2 separate regions of the Drosophila melanogaster genome follow, and region 2 is linked to region 1. The links are chromatin contacts, called in public Hi-C maps. All regions are on one chromosome and are shown on one strand. The core of a region is the stretch at or near the end of the contact, and the rest is flanking DNA. Distances in the headings are between cores, read along the strand shown. Region 1 holds the start of rhea (rhea,). Region 2 holds the start of lncRNA:CR44526 (long non-coding RNA:CR44526).

Region 1 (2,903 bases), core at 140-2,639:
TCTTTCTTCTCAAAAGTGAGCAGAGAGGAAGCGAGAAATTGGAAGAGGAAGTGCGCTTAGTCACATGGGGTTTTCTAAGAAATGGACATTACTCCTGCTTTTCAAGGGCTAAGCTAGTCAAGCGATTGGAGCGTTGTAAGTATTAGTATTTTGAAATGTTTTGGTAATGACGTTTTGTTTTGATGATGTTATATGACCCAAACATTTCTTATCTATAATATCAATGACTCTTTGACGGACTAGATTATTCCCCAAAAGGAATGCTTCTAAACAATCAACAATATTAACGTAATCTTTATGGGTTCAAATCTCTATAGATACTATAATCTAAACAGGACCAGTCTCTTTTTAGGAAAGTATCTGCATTTAAAACTCTTACACAAACAGAATACATGAGAAATTTCAATCTCAGTTGAAATAATTGAATACAACAGTTTCCAAAAACGTGCATAAACAAAGGAGGCAAAATAATAGCCTGTTGACTTCAATTAGGTCCAATTATTGACGCAATTGAGGGCCTGATCCCGGGAAGAGTGAATCTCTATGCCACTGACAGCGGGATGTAGGCACGAGTCTTGTGGGTCCTCGTCTCGGATCTTTGAGGGTTGCAGTTGCACAGCTAACTCCACAATTAACTTGAGAATTGAAGGCAATTGCCAACTCCCGCGAATCCGGCGCTTCTTCTTCTTCTTCTTCAGCAACCGGGGGTTATCTTATCGCGTATGGAATGTACCCCATATACATATACACCATGCTATTCTGCACGCTCATCCAGCTGCTCAGATAAAGCCGTCAAACCAAACCAACTGCTGTGCTGATAATGCGAGGCAGTCGCAGTTGGACTCTCGTTAATTGAATTATATTCGCAGCTTTGGCTAAAAAAAAAATGTTGCACTTTAATTAGCATAAAACGTAGACGATGCTTACAAGCAAACAAACGAACAAACATACAAATGCGGGCGTTCCCTTTTTTTGCCCCCTTTTGTTGTTACACTGGAAACTTGGTTAAAAGGGCGGAATTCGCGTGACCGACAAAAACAAATGTGCGGGACATGTGGGAGAGACCAAAATCCGGACAGTCGGCGCCAACAACTGGGGGTAGGGATAACGATGATGACTCCACCCCGGAGGAGCACCCACTAGGCGGCAACAACAAAATGTGCGAACGAATCGAAATGAGTTCTTGTTGGCCAGGCCGCAGCTGAATCTCCACTGGCTTTGTTTGACGCGTTTTCATGCCGCGGGAAAGGGGCTTTAAACTGATTTGTGCACTTGGGGTTTTAAACATTGGTTAACTTACAGAAACACACGGCGAAAAGGGCTTAAAGAGAGCTAAAATCGAGTAAATAAAACTAACACTTTACAAAATATTCCGTAGTTAAGACAGTGTGACCGTGCGTCAAGCAGCTATCGATAAGTCATTGCGGCTATCGGAACCAATTAGCGTTTGGGTCACATAATTACAAAATAAATAAAAAATATATAAATTTACAAGTTCTAATCATAGTTTGCCTATACTTCTATAATATTTGAAATTACTACGGCAAGCAAAAAGTAGTCTGCACACAGAGCTGTTATGCCAATGGCAGACTGTTAAGTGCAGGGTCACCCCAAATGTAAAGGCATGAGCGCCAAATTTAAAATAAAACCCCCAACTAATGCAGTCTAACTAAAACAAGGCTTAAAGATTAAGCGATTTGTAGTCGAATCCTATAAAAACAACATATCCACATGATTAATGAAGGTTACAAGCCCCACCAAAGCGCACCCCCACACAAACTTGATAAATTTGTCTGGCTTTCCTGAATTTTCTCCGAGACGATCATCGTTTCCGTTTTGATTTCGGCGATTGGAGGGCAACCAAGTGTGCAACTTACAACCCTCAGAAAATAGACGAGCAATCTAAGGGCCGAAAAACAAAAACTAGCCAAAATCATAAAAATAAGCAAGCGAATTCATGACTTCGCCAAAGTCAACGGACCGCACATAGCGCGCGTCTTTGGGGGCCCTTTCACTGGGGTTGCTTTCCCTATAAGGCAGCGAAATAAAAATAAATTTAATGTTCCTGTTTTTTTCCCTTCTCCTTTCTCGACTTGTCAAGGATATCATATGCGCGAATACATGGGTATATGTGTACGCGTAATTTATGCTGCAAAACATCTCGAGCATAAACAGGAAACAAGCGTCCACGGTCCTTCTTTCGCAACACTCTTAAAAAATGAGAAGTAATTAAAGACAAGTTGCAAAATTATCAAAGGGGGGGATAAACATTCCTTTTGCTACTATCAAACTTGAATTTAATTATTGGAAATTTCAAGAGAAACATTTTAAAGCGAACTTTCAGAAAACCTTCATACATAAAACACTATATTCTTCATATAAAAATTTCTCTCTGTGCACAATGCCCGCCCCTGCGCGCTTGAGAAATTTCTTGAAACGAAGTCAAGTTCGTGGCTTGGGCGCAAATTCAATTAATTTCAATCGAACGCCTGTCGTTCTGGGCATCCGGCATTGGGCATTGGGCATTGAGCATTGATGTCCCGCGATTCGAGGCCTGCCAAACCGATACGCAGATAGAAGATGCAGGATGTGCAGATATGGACTCACCCCTCGGGCCGATAAATCTCGGAACTGGCACACTCGCTTTACACACACGCCCGTTATGACTGCTGGCCAAGGAGGAGCAAGCGAAATGGATGAGCAGAACGCATCGACATGTGTCCTGGTGCTCCTGCTGCGTCATTGCTTTAGTTCCGGTTGAGTTTGTGCCAGCGCTCGCCAAGATTTATGTCACTTTGTTGGCCCAACAAAGAGGCCAGGGAGTTTGGTTTTCGGTAATGGCAAATAAAAACCCGATTCGCAAATCCTTTCCTCGAGTGACCCACTTGGGATTTGGGACTTGG
Region 2 (2,903 bases), core at 164-2,663, 150 kb before region 1:
ATAAATTATATGGAAAAAAATACAATAAACCACAACGAAGCGTGTGAATTCAGCTGCAGTCGCGTGGTCTATGACAGGCTTATGACAAAAGCGCGGCGCGTGTGGCTCAAAGTGGCTCAGAGTTGTTGCTCGGCGGTTCAGTGGCTCAGTGGCTCAGTTGCTCAGTTGGCTTAGAGTGGCTTAGAGTGGGGCCCGTCTGTGGCCCCCTATCCCCCCACCCTCCCCTGTCGAGCGTAGCCACCATTTGGCGTCTCCAACGGCATCTCCGACTGGTTTTTGTCTCAGGCGATATTTGCTTTATTTTCCTACCTTTATTTATGATTATTTTTAACTCTTATTTCTTTTTTTTTGTGTTGTTTTTGCCTTGGCTTTGGCAAACACACGCTTGTTGGCTAATTTTTCTTGTGGCTTGCTTTCTTTTTTTGCGGCGGGGGAATTCCAGAAACGTTCGCGATGCGGTCTGGTCCCCCTTTTTGGCCCCTTGGTGGTTAACATTTTAATGCCAAACGGCCAGACAAGCGACGACGGATGGCACAGACTCGACACGCTGCAAATTCTAATTAATGACAGTTTTAGACATTTTTGAGCTAGACGGCGCCAAAGACAAAGCCAGCAAAAACCAAAAAAAAAAAAAAAAATAAAAAACACTAAGCTCGACTCGAAAGAGCAGCATCTAAAAAATATCGATTTTGAATGTATGAGGTGTCTGTGTAGATTCGAGACCCCAGGGCATGTCTGGCCAAAAAGCTGATGAAAGAGGCAACGGATCGTATCGGATGATCGTGTTATATAAAGAAGGGATTTTCTAATGGCCAAGAAGAACTAATGATCGATCGGTGGACTCTCAGCTTGTGTGGCTTAGTATTGCAAGTTGAGCGATGTTTTAATTTTGTATCTTTCAAATCCATCAAAAACAAATCACTTAAAGTCGTCGGACTTATAATTATTATATATATGTAAGTTCTTGCTAGGGGAAATATTCAATGATTATTTAGTTACATGATATCATTAATAATCTGGACCAAAGGCTTTTGGAAAATATTATCATAAAGTTCCGTGTTGTAATCCAATCGTAATCCAAGTCAGTTCCGCAATGCAATCGAAGTCAATATCATAGCATTGCTCAGTGGGATTTCGAGATTCCCAGAAATCCAACTAAGTCGTCCGACATCCTGTAATCTGTGATCCGCATGAGTGCCAGTCATCGAATCGAAATCTAATGGAAATCAATGGCGACTGGTGACTCACAGCCCGTTGGACTTTAAGGTGGGTGGCCGGTGGGAGCGTCGGGAGGTGGGCCGCTTGGCAAGGTCGTTGCGTCAGCGTTCCACGATGACGTCGGTCTTCGCACTTTGCTCCGCCGGGTGATTGCATGTGCCAGCCGGAGACTCGGCAGCTGTCTGTGACAGGTTCCCGATCTGGTTGCCGTTCCAGCGCTTTCGACGGGTAACCACATTGCCCGGCTGATAAGCTGTTTACGACGACCGACGTCTTGGGCCTCGGCAGACAATCAGTCATATATTACTTTATATATTTATGTGTGTGCATGTGTGGCACGGCATGCCGGCGTCTTATCAGAGTGTTCACTGTGCGAGGAGGCTAATGGTGAAATTAACGACGGGGCTCGTGCTTCGCATTGCAGCGCACGTAGACGCCTTCGAACTGTGCACTGAAAAAAACTGTTAGGTTCTTGCTTTAAGATACGAAAATACATTTTACCATGTGTTGAAAATAAGTAAATATACAATCAATAAGTTTACAGTATATATTCAAAGTTTTTAAAGTACTGGGTATAGACAAGTAAATAATAAGAATCTACGGTCTTAATAAATGTAAATCAATTATATTGATTTAAAATATATTATTATTTACTTGGTTAAAGATATTGTAAAACCTGTTTGAGATTAAAAAAAATAGCATTTATTATAAGAAATTTATTTACATAAAACGAACCGACTCACAATATATAAAAGGGGGAACTCCCTTCTTTGCGTTTCTTATTACTCATTGCTGGAAAAACTATATTAGAAGACCTGTCTCAATCATATATCACTATGATAAGCGTAAAGCTCATTCTAAATTTGCTCAGTGTATTTCTTACACCCCGTCAAGGAGTACGTGGTGCGGTGCATGGGATCCGCGGTCGGATGGTCTGGCCTTATCTGGCTGCCCGGGCCGACTTTAGTCAGCAACTAAGGGCTAGGCCAACACTTGTGCTTTCAATGTTTGTATGTGGGTCACATCGTTTCGACTTTCGATTAAAGACTTTGACGTCAGCAGCTGGCTGCCGGAACTCGAGCTGGAATCAGCGTACAGAGATCGTACGATGCATGCAATCAGCATGATTCGTCTGGGCAATGGTACACCCACCCCATCCGATATCCCTTACAGTCTAACGGTCGCAAATCTAATCGCGTTAAACTATAAAGAATTTCCTTTTTTTGGGGCTCGACTCATTTCCGGATGGTGATACCTTGCTATATCCCCATAACACCCATAGCACCATATTCCACGTTCCAGGTTGAATGTGAGTGCTAAAATTAAAATCTTACCACGATACTAGCCTATCAATTACTATCGCTAATGCGATGACCTTATATGGAGCATTTTTAGTTTTGCGGAAACACTTAATGGGCTTATCAAGGGAAATGTGTAATTGATGGTTTGCTGAGCAATTGTAAAACTAATAAAGGAAATGCCTCATGGTCAAGTGAATAGATAAAATGTAGGCCTTTTCATGACTTTGTGCTAAAAATATAGTGCTTAGTTACTCCTGAAAGGCGTCGTAATTGTGAGCTAATAGAATAAGATATCAGACTGCACGTGGCCTATCTAAAAATAGGGCAATCCGCAAAACGAAGCGGAATGAACTTCAAAAATACCTCCCGACACTCCAGACAGAG

Evidence for each region. Hi-C and Micro-C count contacts between places; a contact is called where the count stands out from the background.
Region 2: a Hi-C map of the S2 cell line shows a contact between it and region 1, with 2.0 times the contacts expected there. A contact is called at or near these places in 8 of 107 Hi-C or Micro-C datasets (the Kc167 cell line, the ML-DmBG3-c2 cell line, the Ras3 cell line and 4 more).

Annotation. Positions count from the first base shown.
Region 1 is chr3L:8,543,487-8,546,389 of dm6, reverse strand. It overlaps rhea (rhea,), which reads right to left and starts at 1,389. Exons shown (of 17, transcript NM_001274658.1): 1 at 1,301-1,389.
Region 2 is chr3L:8,691,213-8,694,115 of dm6, reverse strand. lncRNA:CR44526 (long non-coding RNA:CR44526) reads right to left here and starts at 1,413. Exons shown (of 1, transcript NR_124833.1): 1 at 925-1,413.